4 separate regions of the Mus musculus genome follow, and all the other regions are linked to region 4. The links are chromatin contacts, called in public HiChIP or PLAC-seq and promoter capture Hi-C maps. All regions are on one chromosome and are shown on one strand. The core of a region is the stretch at or near the end of the contact, and the rest is flanking DNA. Distances in the headings are between cores, read along the strand shown.

Region 1 (4,602 bases), core at 1,241-3,740, 320 kb after region 4:
GACTTCACACTCATTATCACTCCAGTCTATTTCACTAATTTCCTGCATTAAATTCCGTGTAGTTCCCTGTTTTCTTTGCTATTCCATAACTAATATCTGCTATTTTTTTATTTCCCCCTCACACAATTGTGTAGCTATTGGTGATTCCAACAGTACAGAAACAAAGGGTACAAAGGTAAAAACACAAAGTTAAAACAACTATGGCTGCATTATGTCAGGAACAATCTTTCTCATAAAATAATCTATAACCTTTTAATATCAAACTTCATGTAGTTGTACGTATATAGTAAGTTCTATGAAAAGTCTAGAATTTTAATTTTCCATTAGAGGTTAAGTAGGTTGCATATATGCAGTGGTGAATATATACTTTCATCCCAGTGAATGCTTGGCTTAGATTTAATATGCCAGTTTAAAAAGTACAGTAGAATAAATCTAAAGTTTCAAAACAACTTCCATTTTAAAGACAGTCGCACAGCAGGCAGCACATGTTGGCTAGCTATAACTAGGACTTGCTGGTTCTCAGGGAGTTCAATAACCAACATTTATAGCAGAACATAGGGTAGACAATGGTGTGCCTAAACAGTTGCCCAAACTTGTGTCTTTACACTCTGAATTTTAAAGCAAGTTTGCTGATCCTGAAGGTATTAATTTGAATATCACTCAATAGTCACTATAAATTAATTAATTTAAAAGCACACATTGTTATAAAAAGTTTTGGTCCTCTACTTAAAGTTTAGTGGCAAAACAGTTTAGAAATTTTGCCTTTTACCATACAGAGAAGACAGAGGGGAAAAATGCAGGGAGTGAGAACTGGAATGGATGCAGTGGGGTGGGGCATCTCTAGGATGAGCAAGAAACCTAGGACAATGAAAACTCCCATGAATCTATGACGGTGACCCTAACTAAGATGCTTAGCAATGAAGGATATGGAACATGAAACAGCCATCTCCTGTAACCAGAAAAGACTTCCAATGGAGGGACTGGGACACCAACCCAGCCACAAAACCTTAGACTCACAATTTCTCCTGCCAACAAGACGTGCATGGATAAAGATGGAGAAGAAATCAAAGAAATGGCCAACCAATGATTGGCCCAACTTGAGACCCATGAGGGAGAGCCAACCCCTGACACCAATTAAGGCTATTCTGCTATACTTCCAGAAAGGCTGCCAGCATTACTGTCATCTGAGATCCAGCCACTAATGGAAACAGATGCAGAGACCCACAGCCAAACATTAGTCAGAGCTTGGAGAATCCTATGGAATAGGAGGAGGAAGGATTAAAGAAGCCAGAGTGGTCAAGGACACCACAAGAAAACCTACAGAATCAACAAACCTGGGCTGTAGGGGTCCACAGAGACAAAACCACCAAATAGAGAGCATGCATGGGATGGACCTAGTCCTTCAACAAATATGTACAGGTGTGCAGCTTGGTCTTTAAGTGGTACTCCTAACAGTAGGAGGAGGAGAAGGAGGAGGAGGAGCTGCATCTGACCATTACCTGTCTTTTAACCCCCTTTCCCTAACTGGGCTGCCTTGCCTAGCCACACTAGGAGAAGATGCACCTAGTCTGACCACAACTTGGTATGTCAAGGTGGGTCGATATCCATGGGAGGCCTCCCTTTTTCTGAGCCTTTTCTGAGGAGAAAGAGAAGTCAGGAGGATGGTGGGGAGGTGAGGTGAGAGAAGGAAGGACCAAAAGATCGCAGGAAGTGAGGTGAGGGGGAGGGACTGGGAGGAGGGGAGAGAGGGGAAGCTATGATCCAGATATAAAGTAAATAAATTAATTAATATAATAATAATAATATGAAAAAATCCAGCATACAACATATTGTACATTACTAATACAAAATCTACTTGGATGTTTCCATTGATAATAGTCCGTTTAAAACTCAAGAAGAAGGAAGACCAAAGTGTGGATACTTCAATCCTTCTTAGACAAAGGAACAAAATACCAAGTTCGGAGCAAGACTAAATGAATGACCATCCAGAGACTGCCCCACCTGGGGATCCATCCCATTAACAACCACCAAACCCAGACACTATTGCAGATGCCAACAAGATTTTGCTGACAGGAGCCTGATATAGGGGTCTCCTGAGAGGATCTGCCAGTGCCTGGCAAATATAGGAGTGGATGCTCACAGTCATCTATTGGATGGAACACAGTTCTCCCCCCCCCCCCCGAAGGAGCTAGAGAAAGTACCCAAGGAGCTAAAGGGGTCTGCAACCCTATAGGAGGAACAACAATATGAACTAACCAGTACCTCCAGAGCTTGTGTCTCTAGTTGCATATGTAGCAAAGGATGGCCTAGTTGGCCAAGTGGGCCATCTTGGTCTTGCGAAGATTATATGCCCCAGTACAGGGGAACGCCAGGGCCAGGAAGCGGGAGTGGATGAGTTGGGGAGCAGGGTGGGGGGAGGGTATAGGGGACTTTTGGGATAGCATTTGAAATGTAAATGAAGAAAATATCAACCCAGCCCATGGTTGGAATCCTTCAGCCTCCTAGGGTGTGTCTGCAGTTTCCTCCCCATCCTGACCTCCCTTAGGACACGTTACATTCCAAGAGAGCTTTAAGTAAAGTTTGACCACAATAAAGTTAGACATGAAGTATCAGATTAACAAATCATACATTTGCCAGTTTATATGAAATCATAAATTATATCATTCTAAATCTCCCAAACACTGACTTTATAGCTAATGTTGGCTGTACATTTAAAATGCTTAGAAAGTGTGACTTTTTTATTTTTGCCCTAACTGACATATGTTAGACATCCAATTAAAGTTTGATGCCATTCCCATGGCAAATGCCAACAGCAGTTCTGACCACAATTAGCATAGGGTGGATGCTATGGGGCATGGACTATTCTGTTCCCTGGGGCCCTCCCTCCCTTGCCAGCAGCACCAGGGAATGCCATCTCTGTGGGGAGGAGAGAACCTTATTTCCTTCTCCACCAAGCATCTTGCTTATACATCACTTCTTTCCTGGTGTTACATTTTTTTCTATACATACATATTTTGTTTATAAATATCCTTAACTAAATTAGTAAGTTGAGGAAACAGTATTTGGAAGTAGGAAATTGTAAGTTTCAAATATCTTCTACATGGCTTACCATAAAATTAGCATTCGCATCCCAGTTAACACAACATTTAAATGTAAGCTACACTCACTGTTTTCAGGTTTTGTCTATGACTGTTTCCCAACTGAAAGATTTATTTCAGTAGTCCTAAGCTCGGTTAACTTTAAACTCTGACATTATGAATGTTCATCATGGGGCACTTAATTTCCTAAAATGTGTATTGTAGGAGCTGTGTTTGCTCATATCAAATTGTAAATGTCACCAATGAGAGAAGCTTAGCTCAAATACCAGCCAAGGTGGCAATTAACATTCTGTCACTGAACTTTCCTGACTTGGTTCTACAGTCTTCCTGGCATGGGAAGAGTTTGGAATCATGGGAAAGGTGTTGCATCATGGGAAGGGTATTGCATCATGGGAAGCTAGTGGCACCATGGAAGAGCGTGGTCTCCTGGGTGTGGCATCACCTGCTAGAAACTTTGAGTTGGCTTGTACTACTGAGAGGACAATACACCTTGGAATTCAACAAACTTCTGCTTTGAAAACGCATGTAAATTTAAAAAGAAACCTCCAACAGTAACAGCTATGCGTAACTCATCCCTGGGTCCTCTCAACACCTCGTCAGAGCTTTCTAGATGGGGAGAGCCCAGCAGTGTTAGCAGAAATAAGACAAAACTTTGCTCTACACATCTTTTATGAAAGGCCAGATCTCAGTGCAATGAAACACAGCATGAAATTTCTAAGAAGTCAGTGAGGTGCTGTTCTTCACTGGGGTAGTGAAGTACATCTCTTATCAGAATATACACTGGGGTGTGGCACATAATAAGCCCATTGAGTGGAAGTTCTCTGCAACAATGAGAACATGTTAATGTATAAGCAGAGATATAGTTTAAGTCAGTTTGGCAGAAGCCACGATCCACACCTACTATAAACATGGAAAGTCCCATAAAACAATGTCCAAAGTCTATGGTTGCAGGTGATAAAAGTTTAACCCAGATACAGTTAAGCAAAGAGAGGCAACTATGTATTGCTTTGTGGACTGGAGAAGTTCTTACACATGGCTGAAGTGATGGGATGGCCTTTCTCCCTCCCCTGGCTCTTCTATTATCTGTGCTGGCTTCATTTGTAGAATGGCCCTCTGTTGGACCTTAAGAAGACTAATGTGTGACAATGTGTGAGCCACACATTTCTCCCAGGGCAGGAAGCAAGATATTGTGATAGACATGACCTCAAGAACACAGGTAGAGAATTTTCTAAAAGAAGGACACTCTGTTGAGCTGAAATTCTAAGTGCTAATCCCCTTCTATGGTAAGCTAAAAATAAAACATCACTGTGTCAAATTAATACTATGTGCAATTAACATAGTCTTTATTTATTGTAGAGAAATCATATCTACCAAGTATATCAAAGAAGAGTGGCTAGCAGGCAAGTGCATTATAAATATTAGCTAAATCTTGATTAACATTTAATTTTTATGCCAGGTAGATACTATTTAAGATTGGGGTATGGAGTGTAAAAATTAAACAGTA
Region 2 (4,787 bases), core at 2,017-4,516, 410 kb after region 4:
TTTTAAATGCTTTTTACTCCTAATCACAATCTTTAAAGGACAAGAAAAACACGGCAGAATCTTAACTGTATACAGTTAACAGACACAGTCGCTGAATAAAATTCTACAAAACCATTAAACCTTACTCATCACCGTAATCCCCACCACAGGTGTAACTGCACAAAGTATATTTTCAAACCTAATACTAACAGTCAAACTTAAATATGGCATTAAAAGAAATTTCTACAAATAAAGCTTTACAGACATTTCCAATATTCTGCTCACTGAGTTAACAGGAAAGCAGACGTTTTTAACTACTAAACATTACCATTCAGCCACAGTCCGCATGCCTAGAACAATGCAATTAGAAAATGCATCTTTATATCTTTGAAACATTCAATTTTTTGTTTTTTTATTAGATATTTTATTTACATTTCAAATGTTATCCCCTTTCCTAGTTTCCCCTCCAAAATCCCCTATCCTCTCCCCTCTCCCCCTGCTCCCCAATCCACCCACTCCCACTTCCTGGCCCAGGCATTCCCCTACACTGGGGCATACAACTTTCACAGGACCAAGGGCCTCTCCTCCCATTGATGACCAACTAGGCCATCCTCTACCACATATGCAGCTGGAGCCATGAGTTCCACCACGTGCTTTCTTTGATTGGTGGTTTAGTACCAGGGTGCTCTGGGGGTACTAGTTGGTTCATATTGTTGTTCCTCCTATGAGGCTGCAAACCCCTTCAGCTCCTTGGGTTCTTTCTCTAGCTCCTTCACTGGGGACCCTGTGCTCCACCTAATGGATGACAGTGAGCATCCACCTCTGTATTTGTCAGGCACTGGCAGAACCTCTCAGGAGACAGCTATATCAGTCTCCTGTCCACAAGCTCTTATTGGTACCTGAAATAGTGTCTGGGTTTGGTGGTTGTATATAGGATGGATCCCCAGGTGGGGCAGTCTCTGAATGGTCCTTCCTTCAGTCTCTGCTCCGAACTTTGTCTCTGTAGCTCCCTTCATGGGTATTTTGTTCCCCCTTCTAAGAAGGACTCTGAGCTTCTGGGCTAATATCCACTTATCAGTGAGTGCATATCACGTGTGTTCTTTTGTGATTGGGTTACTTTACTCAAGATGATATCCTCCAAATCCATCCATTTTTCTAAGAATTTCATGAATTCATTGTTTTTAATAGCTGAGTAGTACTCCATTGTGCAAATGTACCACATTTTCTGTATCCATTCCTCTGTTGAGGGACATCTGGGTTCTTTCCAGCTTCTGGTTACTATAAATAAGGCTACTATGAACATAGTGGAGCATGTGTCCTTATTACATGTTAGAGCATCTTCTGGGTATGTATGTCCAGGAGTGGTATAGCTGAGTCTTCAGATAGTACTATGTCCCATTTTCTGAGGAACCGACGGACTGATTTCCAGAGTGGTTGTACCAGCTTGCAATCTTGCCAACAATGGAGAAGTGTTCCTCTTTCTCCACATCCTCACCAGCATCTGTTGTCACCTGAGTTTTTGATCTTAGCCATTCTGACTGGTGTGAGATGGAATCTCAGGGTTGTTTTGATTTGCATTTCCCTGATGATTAAGGATGTTGAACATTTTTTTAGGTGCTTCTCAGCCATTCAGTAGTCCTCAGTTGAAAATTCTTTGTTTAGCTCTGTACCCATTTTTAATAGGGTTATTTGGTTTTCTGGAGTCCAACTTCTTGAGTTCTTTAGATATATATTGGATATTAGTCCCCTATCGGATTTAGGATTGGTAAAGATCTTTTCCCAATCTGTTGGTTCCCATTTTGTCTTATTGACAGTGTCCTTTGCCTTACAGAAGCTTTGCAATTTTATGAGGTCCCATTTGTCAATATATTTTTTTTTTTTTTTTTTTTTTTTTGGTTTTTCGAGACAGGGTTTCTCTGTGTAGCCCTGGCTGTCCTGGAACACACTCTGTAGACCAGGCTGGCCTTGAATTTAGAAATCTGTCTGCTCTGCCTCCCGAGTGCTGGGATTAAAGGCGTGTGCCACCATGCCTGGCCCATTTGTCAATTCTTGATCTTACAGCACAAGCCATTGGTGTTCTGTTCAGGAATTTTTCCCCTGTGCCCATATCTTCGAGGCTTTTCCCCACTTTCTCCTTTATAAGTTTCAGTGTCTCTGGTTTTATGTGGAGTTCCTTGATCCACTTAGACTTGAGCTTTGTACAAGGAGATAAGAAGGAATCAATTCACATTCTTCTACATGATAACCACCAGTTGAGCTATCACCATTTGTTGAAAATGCTCTCTTTTCCACTGGATGGTTTTAGCTCCTTTGTCAAAGATCAAGTGACCATAGGTGTGTGGGTTCGTTCTAATTGACTCAATGCATGTATAAGTTTTTTTAATGGTATAAATTAGCATGCCTCTCCATGAAAGACATAAGTTATATTCTAGTACACAGGAAAAGAATGTCTTTGACCTCACTTTGTAACATTGTATCATTGCTAAATCTGCTGCCCCTTTAAGAGTTACTAGAATTCTATTAGTATGCTATCCAGGAGTTAGGGTGTAGCCCACTGGTAGTGTACTTGTCTAGCACACATGACCTAGGTTTGATTTCTAAGACAAGGAAGAAAAGTCCATGTGGCATGCCTGCCACCAAACTTTGTAGCTAAACACTCTTGGAGGCTGGAGAGGTGACTCAGAGGTAGGGGGACTGGTTGCTCCTCCAGAGGACATGAATCAGAATCCCAGAACCCAAATGACAGCTCACAGCCACCAGCAACCCTAGTCTGATGGTACCTGAGGCCGTCTTCTGTCCTCTGAGAACTCTGGATATTCATATGGTACACATACATACACGCAAAATACTCATACACATGCACACAGAGGAGAGAGAGAATATTAAATACTCTCATTTTTCTTGACTGAAAACAACCATGAAAATTATTTGAAAAACTAATAAAATAGCAATACTGGAATAAAAGAAAAAAAAAGCCACAAACCAAAGTGTTCTTTACCAAGTGTTTAATATAAGGAAGACTTGAAATACTTTTCTATTTTAGGGCTGAATTCACTAGTCCTCCATACTTGTATGAAGAGTAGCAACTTCCACATTACAAAATGAAGAACTACAGCAGCAAACGCTTCTAACCGGCCTGAAGGAAATTTGCATACAAATTTAGCATACAAAAAGAACTTATTTAAAAATTAGTTCCCTCCCCATTTCAGCTGCTTCTGGCAGGTCCTTTCCAGTCTTTCAGTGCTGATGCGTTCATGAATGCCCCCTAGGTCCCTATGTTAATGGCTTAGTGCCCAGGGTGGAGCTTTGGAGCAGTGACTCTTTGAGCACCTAGTGAGCTGTCATTGGATCCCTGGGGGAGTAGCCTTGAAGGGATTTCTGTATCCTGGTTCAATCCTCTTTCTTTTGCCAGGAGGAAAGCAGTTTTGCTCCACCACAGGCTCCATGCATGAAGAGGATTTTGGGCCTCGAAGGACAGACAGCAAGAGTCAATCTCAGATGCTTTGTTAGGGAGACAACCAACAAGCCAGACACGGACAGACAGCAAGAGTCAATCTCAGATGCTTTGTTAGGGAGACAACCAACAAGTAGATTACTTCTCATATGAAAACTCATAAAACCACGCGTGGGCAACAGCCAGATAAATAATTACACAGTCGTATCCATGAGAACAAGCCTTGCTATACTTTTTTCTTCTTTTAAATTAATATGAAATTACACGTTAACTGCAAAACACACACTCCTGTGCTATGGGTTGGGGCATTAACTTGCTGCAATTCTAATTTATTTTCTAATCTAATTTCCAATATAATTTCTTAAAAACATGAAATGAAAAATTTCCGTAATAAAGAATTCCAAACTACTAAAAACATGTTTAAAACCGAAGAGCCTTATAATTCTGAATGCTTTCTTTTTTTTTTCTTTAACACTGAGTGCCAAGAAGCTGAGGCCAAAAGTGGAGCAACTCTTTGTGAATGTCCTGGCTTCCAAGATTCTCTTTGCAGGTCACTAAACTAGAACTTGGAATGCATTCTTCCATTGAAACAATGTGGCAAACGGGCCGCCTTTCCCAGGCCTTCCTACCCAGCCTCAGAAGCAGTTTAAAAAGAAAAATGAACGTTAATTAGATACTTTAAAACAAACAGAAAAGGAGCCTAGCAAAAGATCTGATACATAAAGTCCTATTCCTAGCCAGTGCTCACATTTTTCTCCCCATCCGCCTGTGTAAGTCTGAAAAACTTACTGCTCCCTAAAAGTCTCCCAAGATAGCATGATTAAATTAAGCTGCATTTCCCACAGCTATAAACCACCTAACCCCATCTGAAATAATTTACTAATGACATTACATTATGAAATAAGCATTTGTATTTATTTATTTTTAAGACTTTGGGAGCTGGGACTGAAACATTTAATTATCATAATGTGAGGACTAGATTCAACCCTCAGTGCCATGCTTAAAGAAAAAGGAGTTCTGATTAGGGCTTGGTACGGTGAATCCCTGAAATGACAGTGGGGACCGGGTCTGCGTATGCAAACGCATATACCTACTCCCGGAGAGCACCAGTCTAGACATGGGGAACGCCAACAAACACACTGTAAGGGAAACAAACTGCACGAGTGACAAGTGACAAGCAGAGTCTATAAAGACCTTTAACTGAGGGATTGAATGAGAATAGGGAGGTGACCTGGTCAAGAGAGGCTCAGACAGGAAGGACGGACATGGAGAAGAACAGAACAGCAAGGTCTTTGAAGAACTGAATCAGGAGTACAGCTCTACCCTGATGTCAACGGGGAAAGCCAGAAGCAAG
Region 3 (5,015 bases), core at 904-3,403, 300 kb after region 4:
TCGTTTATAAATGAACCAGTGCAAACTACTCAAATCGTAAAGAACACAGCCTTGGGCTTATCTTCATAGAGTAGGAAATAAGAGCCCTGAACATTCTTCACTAAGAAATTAAAAAAAAAAATGCAACTGTACTTTTATCAGTGAAAAATAATAATATAGATATTATAAAACATTCTTAACCCATGACTACAATGATTACACTTACTGATGTTCATTCAAGTACTGATAGCAATAAGCATTCAAACGCTCAGCAAAAGGACTGTGACACTGGACAAGCCCGGACAATGCTTCCTCTGAAGTGACAAGGGCCACATCAACAGGAGGCAGGTGACCCTTACATCAACAGGAGGCAGGTGACCCTTAGAATACTGTTGATGGTTTATTTTTGTTTTCTTGTTGTTTTTTGTCTGTAAAGGATTTTTCATAGTGTTTTTCATAGTGTGTGTGCATATATATATACATACATACATACATACATACATACATACATGTATATATATATGTATGCGCAATATTATCTGCAAGGACCCCATGGAACATCTTACAACAGCTAATTAAGAAGTTATTTCTATAAAATGAGTCAAAGATACCAAAACGAACATTCTAAAACTCAACTTTATGGTGATGACGATGATGGTGACGATGGTGATGATGGTGATAATGGTGATGATGACCATGATAAGGCAAAAATATGTTTTCTTTGGCAAGAAGTTGTTAATTCCTTACCAAGTGTTGGTTTGTGGGCTTTGTAGAAACTGTAAGAACACTCTGTTTACTCACCAAAGAGCTATTTAATGGGCTGAGAGTTCATAAACACTTTACCAGGCATAACAACAGTGGAGAGCTATGGCAAAATCAGGTTGAAATCAGCATTGCTTGTTGGACTACCATTATTAAAAACTCTTCCTTCAAAAAGCTCCTTTCTAATCTTGGCCTGAGTCTCAGGCTTTAACAAAAGTTCTTTTATCTGTTTCACTTTGGATTTCAGCTCCATCCTTTCTCGGTGCAAAGCTTCATTAATTAAGTCTTGGGTTCCAACTGGCTTCTTGCCTAAGGGGAAAAATTATATAATACATTTAAAGTACAAATATCAATGAAGTACATTAAATATGGCACATTGACTTATCAAAATAAGGCTTAAAAACCTTTAAAACATCACCCACATTTCATAGAAAAGATTGCATTTTACCAAAAATATATACTTTACACGAAACTTAATTTACTGTAAATAAAGATCACCGTGTGGTAACAACACATAGAGGACAAACAGGAAACATTGTGGACTCACTATACTAATGGTCATTTCAACAATGACAAACTGAACTTAGCACTTGATAGCTGTGTGCAAGTTTTGGCCTCCGATAAAGTAGTCAAAGGATCGAAGCAATGTAAACGGCAGTATTCTGTCTGTGGCAAGTCCTCTCCCTCCCTCCGCCTTGTGAGTCAGGCAGGCGGTCCGAAAAGCCCGCTCTCCCTTGTGCATGGTCGATGGCACACCGACTTAGTGTTGTTCTTCTGTAAATTAATTTCTTCTGCTGGTCCCAGCACCCCATTCTTTTCTGTTGTGTCGCAGCAACACCGAACGCATCAATCACATCAATCAGAGAAGTATTAGGTGATCTCCAGGGCTTGAACAAGACACATTGCGAGTTAGTCTACGACTTAGCAGAGGGGCATCGGACCGGACTGGATTCAGCTCTCACTTCCGGTTGTTATCACTGCCATCACCATTCCGATCTCCCTCCTCAGCTTTGGTGGAGTTCCCCTCCCCTGGCTGCTTTTTGTTCTGCGTCTCTTCTAGGTACTGCTGGACAGCCTTGAGCACGGCGTTCTCCACCAGCCTCTTACTGAGCCTGACCAGTTCAGCATCCTCAGGCTCCCTTCGGTCCTTCTCACCTACATTCCACAAGAGAAGAGAGGTCACTGAGCTCGTATTGCCATAGCAACTAGGCCACCAGGGTCCAGCTAGTTCAGCTAGTTAAAAGAGCAAGTGCCCTTCACTCTGGCAAATGGGATCTATAATTCCAACAAGACTGGGTTGCTTTTTCCTATGACATTTGTCCAAGCAGGAACCTGTCTATTCCTGCAGACTCTACGCTGAAAAGCAGCCCGACACACCCTTGCGGGCAGCGCCGCAGCCTTTCATTTCTACATAGCTCTGCGCTCCTCTCTCACCCAAGGCTTATGACAGCTGTGGAGCTGCCTGTACCCACACCTAGGGTCTCGAGCACATGAATTCACCAAGGAGCTCTGCATCTGCTGCTCCCTTTCCAGTGCTAGCTATCAGGAAATCAAGACTGCCCCCGTTATCTTACAGGTTAGGCTCACTCATGTTTAAACGCTTGGCATAGAGATCATTGTCGATAAACTCCCAGCGCTCACACACCAAGACAGGTGTAGTAATCACGACCAGTAGCAGCTGGTTTTAAAAAGGACTGCAGGGCTAACATCCTGATTTTAAAATCTCATTGCTATCACTGTAATTTTAGAGATAGGAAATTCTCCTAGGAAGGGTTAAGATACTGGTAGGAACTTCTGAGAAGTCACAGCAAAGGGTCATTTTCCTGTCTCGCTGGTGATAACCCAGGTGTTAGCACGGCTGGGAATAAAAGCTCCTCCTCCTCCCGAGTCCTATATGCCACCCATACACACTCCAAATCCTCTCTATCCACAGGAAAGGCAAAAGGGCGCTTGCACTATGTCCAGTCAGCACCCTCAGTCCCTCCATTGACCTGCAGCCTGGAAGGCAGATAGATGGAGGTGAAGAAGAGAGTAATTGCCCACTCACTGTAAGATGAGCTCACGGTGGGGGCAGGACAAACTAAGGGCTCATGATGACCAAGACAGTGAGTGTTCCACCTGCATGCTCAGGACTGGGACAGGATACCATGGGTGTGAACAGGAACACAGATGTGATTTTCTAGCCTCATCTATAACAGGGCTAGGAGAGGAAAAGGTGTGCCCAGGATCAGACCTGGCCCCTGACTACCTTCAGAGCCCTGGTATTTGTCTGCAGTACACATTCGGGTAGCCACTCCCTCCTTCCCAGGGACAAACATCACAAATGAAAGGGGGGGGGGGTGGGTTAAGACCAACCTAGAGAGATGCCTTAGCAACTGCTTCCCCCTCAAATGTGGCAATGTGGCAAACACCATGATCAGAAGTTTAAGCACATGTGCCGAGAAAACATGTTCAGAATTGAGTAAGCTTTGACTCAGCGATAATTACAGAGACCTTACTAAACAGGTACTGTGAAAAGCAAGAAAAAAATTTTTTTTACTAATATAACTTTAGGCAAAAGTTCAGATTTTTCCTAGTAAGAATGCATGGAAATGTTACCTAATATTTGAATTATTTGCTCTCAGTCTTATATCCCAATATTTCCTCCATATAGATGATATCTCTATATGCATTACAAGCAACTGCTTATACAGTGGCTCTTCAAATTTAAAACAGAAAATGAGATGCAAATGAAGGGATGCTATTTTAAGACCTTTCAAAACATGACTTTTAAAACAACTTTCTAAATCTCCTACCTAGGCTCTATACCCAGGCCAGAGACAATAATTTTATGGACTGTTCTAGAACTCCAGTCTTTCTCGCTGGGTAAGATAACAAGGTTGAACTTAAGTTTCATTAATAACTCATTCTCCAAAATCCCTCCCAGTTCTAATATCATGTGCCTCGTTATTTCCGTCAATGAAGTGTCCTTGTGTGAAGATATTTGCAATACACAGGGGTTCTGGTTCTATTCTATTTCCATACTCAGGATGCAAGTTCAAGGCCAGTGTGGGTTACGGGGGAAGGTGCTGGTCGATGCTCTTTCTGAAGAGAGGCTGAAATGAAAAGCTTCCCAACAAGGGGTGGTCCCCTTCTGGTTACCCTGGTTTTGTCCATACTTTCCCATTACCCATGTCGATCAGACTGCAACCATGGTTACCTTTGACACTTTCCTGCCCATCATCAGCCTGCGTCACTGCAGAACACCATTAATGCGTGCTCCACAATTTCTCCTGTCTTACAGGAACCTGACAAAATGCCTTCTAGAGTCACTTCTCTAAAGTGTCCCTTTCAGACTGGGCATGGCAGCACACACCTTAATCACAGTACCTAGAAAGCAGAGGCAGATGGCAGGCAGATCGCCGTGAATTTGAGGCCAGCCTGATCTACAGACCAAGCTGCAGGCCAGCCAAGGCTACATAGTGAGACCCTGTCTCAAGAAAAACAAAACAAACAACCCCCTCCAAAAAAAAAAAAAACCAAGAAACAAACAAGCAAACAAGCAAACCAAACAAACATCCAATTTGTTAATTTAAAAAATCAGATTAAAATATCCCTTCCAGCCTCTACTTACCAGGAAAGCAAGCTTACATTTCAGAACTTCCTGAGTTTGCTTAAACAGTCACTATTGTCTCACTCCTGGTTGGAATTCTAACATCCTTAGAGCGTCAAGATCATTCCTTATTACTAGATGGCCCCACCCTTTCCCTTCCCTTTAAAATTTTACCTATTCCATGAAACTCTTCTTGCTTTGCTCGGCGGGAAGAGCAAGTGTATGTGCCCATTTGGTCATTCTGTCACTTACTCACAAATGTGTCCTAACAATAGAGTCTAAGTGTTTACTTACAATATGCGTATAGAAACAGAGTCTAAGGGTTTACTATGTACATATAGAAATAGAGTCTAAGGGCTTACTATATGTACATAGAAGTAGAGTCTAAGAACTTGTTATATGCCTATAGAAATAGTCTATATTCTCCCAGCCTATAGAAATACCACAGAGAATAAACCAAGATCCTCCTGGCTTTCTTTTTTAATTCCTTTATAAATGATGGACATTCTTTTATTAATTCATAAAGACATAGTCTGCTGGCTGGGAACATGGTTCAGTCAGGAATATGCCCGTATGCAAGCATGGGACCTACACTTGGGTCCACCAGCAAACACATGAAAATCTGGGTGCAGTGGTACACACCTGCAATGCTGGCACTGGGAAGCAGAGAGGGGGTGTGGGG
Region 4 (4,731 bases), core at 1,523-4,022:
AACAAAGTATGAAGTAGAGTTGGGGTTTCTTTTAAACAGGGCCAAGGAGATGGCTCAGGGGTTCAGGCAAATGCTGGTGACCTGAACTCAATCCCTGGAACCCACAGTTGCCCCCTGACCTCACAGTTGACCCCTGACCTTGACACTCACACCGTGGCACTTGCACATACATATGTAAACAAATGTAAAAATTTATCTGTGAATTTATTGAGAATTTTATAGATGTATACAATGAAGTATGATCCGATTTATCCCCGTTTGCTGCTCCAATTCTCCTCGTATTGCCTCAGCATGCCCTCCTCCCAGCTTCATGCCTTATTTTGTTTACAACCCACTAGGTCTAGCTAGGGCTGCTTATACACACACAGATATAGTGCAACCAACTATAGTAGTGGTTCTCAACCTTCCCAAAACTGCAACCCTTCAATGCAGTTCTCTTTGTGGTGACCCCAACTATAGAATTATTTTGTTACTACTTTATAACTGTAATTTTGATACTGTTATAGACTATAAATATCTGATATATAGGATATCTGATTTGTTACCCCTGTTGGGGTCTCAACCTACAGGTTGAGAACCCCTGCACTAGAGCATAGACAACTCCATATCTTCAAAAATGAAAGAGTTTTCCGTCCCCCCAAACCACTACTTATATCTACCCAGTAAGGAGTAGGACCTGAAGATCATTTAGCCTATCTATGCCAGGATTTGCCTATTCAGTAAAGGGTGGGACCCGAACATCATTTAACCTGTTTATTCAAGAATATAGCTACTCAGTATGGGGTGGGACCTCAGGGCTAGTTAGCAAGTATACACCAGGATATTGGTATCTTCTCTGACTAAAGGCTGACATTACTACAAGTCTATAAGTGTAAGCCTACATATTTAGAAGGCAGTTTGACAAAATGAGCTCAAGACAAGCCTAGGAGCACATAAGACCTTATCACAGACCAGAAGACATGGGAAGAGGAAAAAAAAGGAGGAGAATATGGAGGAACAATAGCAACCTCAGCCACAAAAAGGAAAGACAACAAGAAAGCTGAAGATGTCCATCTACCAGCCAGGGAGACTGTCTGTCCTCCAGATTTGTATCAACATCAACATAAATCTCTATTATTTAAACTACACAGTCTTTCATATCATGTCCACAGCAAACAGAACACTGAATGTTAAGTCTTTCAGGCTACTCTTCAACTAGAAAATTAAACAGTTCATCTCAGTAGCTATGGTACAGTAAACAATGCTATATACAGTGATTGGATATCATTTACATTTGTTGGGAAGCTAAGTTTCTGCCAGACTATGACTGGAAAATCACCAGCTTCTTGCCCATAAGCTCTCAGGAAGCAGTGCCTGCTTCACTGTTAGAGCAGAGCAGCTTCAGTTGCCTGAAACCCACATGAGAGATGGGAGTGGGAATGTGTCTTTACTGGTAAACTGTTTGTCTAGCAAGCAGGAAGCCCTGAGTTCAATCCTAACCCAAACCCTAGCACACCTAACCCTAACCCCAGGTCCAATCTGAAACCTAACCCAACACTTCTTCCTGGCAGATAGTCTCAGGGGCGTCCCATCTCTCGCCATGAGAAATAGAAGGATCAAATATTCAAGGTCACTCTGCTACATAGTAAGTTCATGGTCAACTTGGGATACAAAATACCCTGTCTCAAAACTATAAAATAAAATGAAGACGCCATGGAAACTCAAGATGGTCCTTACACGATTCCCCAGAAGCCCCTCTAATTCTCCAACATTGTGTTAAATTTAAATATTTTATTGGGAGGGTACTACACTGGTATGCCTTTTTGTAAGTCATCTATGCTTGAGGTAGGAGTTCCTAGTAATGAGGGTACCCGAGTCACGTGCTTCTATAAGAAACTATAATAAGCTCATTGTTTTACCAAGCTGGATTTGAATGAGATTTTTTTTTTTTTGAGGCAGGGTTACTCTGTGTAGCCTTGGCTGTCCTGGAACTCACTTTGTAGACCAGGCTGGCCTTGAACTCAGAAATCCACCTGCCTCTGCCTCCCAAGTGCTGGGATTAAAGGCGTGCACCATCACCGCCCGGCAAGATCCTTTCTTTAATCTGTCAATGTCCTCTATTTAGGGTTTATAAACATTTATTTACATCTCCCCAAAGAGGGAAAAGTCCTGTGAGAACTTATCTCCAGTCATGAAAACCAATTAAAAAAATATGGACTTAAATACCAAAGCTAGAACAAAGTTTCTGGAAGAAAACATTGACGAATAGCCTTTGGATAGACAAAAATTTCTTCATACTAAGACAATAAAAAAAAAAGTTTTCAGAAATTTACCAGGATGATGGGAAAATTGTTTTAAAATGATGTACTTAGTACCGCCACTTATTTGCGAATTAACAATAAAGGGTTTATTCTTTTTTTTTTTTTCAACATTCAATAAACGATGACGACACGCCCATCACTGTGCTAGCAACTGAGGGTACCATAGTGAAGACATGGGTCCTATTGGGCAAGAATAACGTGGTATCAACTGCTTCACGAGGTCAGCTCTTGACAGTCACCCACTTGGTTCTGGCCACAGCCCTTGTGATTCGGATCTGCAAATGAAACTCCAAACAGGTCGCAGTTCCGGCTCCAGCCAGGAGAGGGTGGCCTTGCCCGGGATCAAGCAGCGCTGTCAGCTTACGGGGTCACCTCTACGAGCGGAACCAACAGGCTGAGATACAGATTTCAGAGGGGCTGGTAACGGGTAAGCACCGGGCGGGCTCATTCGCCTGGCACCGAAGGAAGTAACAGAGCAAGAGAGAGCGGCGGCTTCCTGCTGGTGGCTCCGCCCCTCCGCTCCATTCTTTCCCGACCCTGGCTCTCACCCGTCTGTCGCCGGGTTCCCCGGGAGCCCGGGGCTCGATGGTACCGATGGAGACGCAACTGCAGAGCATTTTCGAGGAGGTGGTGGTGAGTGCCACTGTCCGTAAGCCAGAGCCATGGCTCCGGGAAGTGCAGGCTGCGTGCGGCTCCAGGCTGCGGGCCTGGGCCAGCTCCTTTCCCGCCCCTATGTTGACATAGGCGTCTGAACCGGGGTGGCGGTCCCCCCATCCCCGGACTGCTGCCAGATCTAAGAAAGTGCTGTTAGTTCCCGCCGCGGTCCCCATAAAAGTGTCGTGCTCTATCTGTATTGCCCGGGAATATTTCTCTCGGGGACATCTCCCACCCCGCCCCCTTTTAGTAGTCAGATCGTTTACTAGTTTTTGTTTGTTTGCAGAAAACAGAAATTATAGAAGAGGCCTTCCCAGGGTGAGTATGTGGCAGGCAGATCTTTGTGTGTGTGTGTGTGTTTTTTTAATTGTTGTTTGTAGATTTATCTTTGTTAGATTCCACTTAAGTTGGTTTTGAGGAGTTAAAAAAAATCTACCTTGCAGGATGTGTACCTGTTTAAAACTAGCAGCAGATAATGTGATTTTTGTTTTTTCAGAATGTTTATGGATACCCCCGAGGATGAAAAAACAAAACTAATTAGCTGCTTGGCGGCCTTCCGGCAGTTTTGGAGTGGACTTTCTCAGGTGAGACATTTCATGTTGAACATCCACTTAATGACGTTTGACGCCTTCCTTTTTACTTTTTACATCTTCTTTGATCTTTTTCTTAAGATCGTTTAGGAAAGGGAAAAATAAGACTGCTGTCATTTTATGTAAATGTACTTACTGGAGAACCTGTGTTAAAAGTTCAAGGTAATAAGATTGCAGTGGGAAATGTTTTAAAAATTTCCTTCTATGTTATATTATGTAAGGTAGTTTTTATCCTCTTTGTATAAATTGGCTTTGAATGGAAACAGATATGCTAAACTTTTCTCGTAAAAGAAAAATGTCACTATTCAAAAAATGGCCCAGTATTTATAAATATGTCCTCATAAAGACACTGTGATAGAGTCCCCACTAGAGTAGTATTTCTCATGATGCACTGTAGACAGAGAAGTGAGCCGCTGGGCTTTCTGTGCCTGTGAGCTAGTATAAAATTTGCCACCCAGTTATGGATCCTAAAGGCAATATGTTCATGTTTTAAACTTTCTATTTTCAACAGGTCATGCTTTGACGTGAACCTGAAATATATAAGGCAAGCGTGACCAAGCTCCACACGCTGGCCGTCTTCCTGATCTAGCTCAGCCACCTGCCCTTCCTGTCTGAAGCCAGCATCCTAGTTTGTGTTCCCAGAACTGTTTAGCTATAAGACTGTCTCTCTGTGTCCTGAGTTCTAGGATTATAAAGCCATCTTCGTTCTTTTCTCTTTAAACAGTGCTGGGGTGTGGGGGGTGAACACAGGGCCTCACACACTGGTCTCCGAACATGTGAACATGTGTCCACATGCTAGGCACACAGTCGTCTCTGAACTACATCCTCAGGCTCACAATTATTATTACTATTATTATTTTCTGCTTTTTGAGTTCGAGACCACGCTGGCCTCGAACTCAGAAATCCACCTGCCTCTGCCTCCCAAGTGCTGGGATTAAAGGCGTGCGCCACCACCGCCCGGCTCAGAATTATTTTTATAGAATCACCATATACCATAGGTATTGGTCAGCAGTTAGCTCTGTACTTCTCACCATTAATAATAAGTTCTAAAGGTATTTCAAGGAATTTTTTGAGTTACAGTTTCTTTCTTACTTCTTATAGCGGTGTAGCATATTGTTATGTGTCCTTACCACCTATATTTATTAACTACCTTCTTGCTTTCAAATTTTTCTTTCTTTTTTTCCAGA

The links. Promoter capture Hi-C pulls out the DNA fragments that hold promoters and counts their contacts. HiChIP or PLAC-seq counts read pairs in DNA pulled down with a chosen protein or histone mark.
Region 1: a promoter capture Hi-C map of embryonic stem cells shows a contact between it and region 4, with 2.1 times the contacts expected there. The contact joins the enhancer-like site here to the promoter of Med23 in region 4. A contact is called at or near these places in 4 of 39 promoter capture datasets (embryonic stem cells, liver, macrophages and 1 more), 2 of 484 Hi-C or Micro-C datasets (bone marrow-derived macrophages and uterus), 10 of 115 datasets of contacts at active chromatin or transcription factors (the SCID.adh cell line, bone marrow-derived macrophages, embryonic forebrain and 7 more) and 4 of 9 other capture datasets (adipose tissue, embryonic stem cells, liver and 1 more).
Region 2: a contact with region 4 is called in an H3K4me3 HiChIP or PLAC-seq map of bone marrow-derived macrophages, with 3 times the contacts expected there. The contact joins the enhancer-like site here to the promoter of Med23 in region 4. A contact is called at or near these places in 4 of 39 promoter capture datasets (the HPC-7 cell line, cranial neural crest, embryonic stem cells and 1 more), 5 of 115 datasets of contacts at active chromatin or transcription factors (bone marrow-derived macrophages, craniofacial prominence, embryonic limb bud and 2 more) and 2 of 9 other capture datasets (adipose tissue and liver).
Region 3: a contact with region 4 is called in an H3K4me3 HiChIP or PLAC-seq map of the SCID.adh cell line, with 9 read pairs. The contact joins the enhancer-like site here to the promoter of Med23 in region 4. A contact is called at or near these places in 4 of 39 promoter capture datasets (fetal liver, liver, macrophages and 1 more), 4 of 115 datasets of contacts at active chromatin or transcription factors (the SCID.adh cell line, bone marrow-derived macrophages, embryonic limb bud and 1 more) and 1 of 9 other capture datasets (adipose tissue).

What each region holds. Positions count from the first base shown.
Region 1 is chr10:25,188,876-25,193,477 of GRCm38.p6, forward strand. The region is part of intron 7 of Akap7 (A kinase (PRKA) anchor protein 7); the gene reads right to left. Among named protein-coding and RNA genes, the nearest start is that of Gm36313, 37 kb to the left of the region's middle. Within about 2 kb of position 2,491, at least 17 of the 459 cell types and tissues checked have an H3K27ac peak or open chromatin away from gene starts, as enhancers often do. A contact at or near this core is called in embryonic stem cells, where this site is marked.
Region 2 is chr10:25,276,360-25,281,146 of GRCm38.p6, forward strand. All of the region lies in intron 3 of Akap7 (A kinase (PRKA) anchor protein 7), which reads right to left. Among named protein-coding and RNA genes, the nearest start is that of Gm25016, 13 kb to the left of the region's middle. Within about 2 kb of position 3,267, at least 33 of the 459 cell types and tissues checked have an H3K27ac peak or open chromatin away from gene starts, as enhancers often do. A contact at or near this core is called in adipose tissue and bone marrow-derived macrophages, where this site is marked.
Region 3 is chr10:25,169,353-25,174,367 of GRCm38.p6, forward strand. It overlaps Akap7 (A kinase (PRKA) anchor protein 7), which reads right to left. Exons shown (of 8, transcript NM_001379238.1): 8 at 1-1,896. The coding sequence ends at 1,700. Among named protein-coding and RNA genes, the nearest start is that of Gm36313, 18 kb to the left of the region's middle. Within about 2 kb of position 2,154, at least 6 of the 459 cell types and tissues checked have an H3K27ac peak or open chromatin away from gene starts, as enhancers often do. A contact at or near this core is called in the SCID.adh cell line, where this site is marked.
Region 4 is chr10:24,867,214-24,871,944 of GRCm38.p6, forward strand. It overlaps Med23 (mediator complex subunit 23), which reads left to right and starts at 2,773. Exons shown (of 30, transcript NM_001166416.1): 1 at 2,773-2,933; 2 at 3,241-3,272; 3 at 3,451-3,538. The coding sequence starts at 2,886.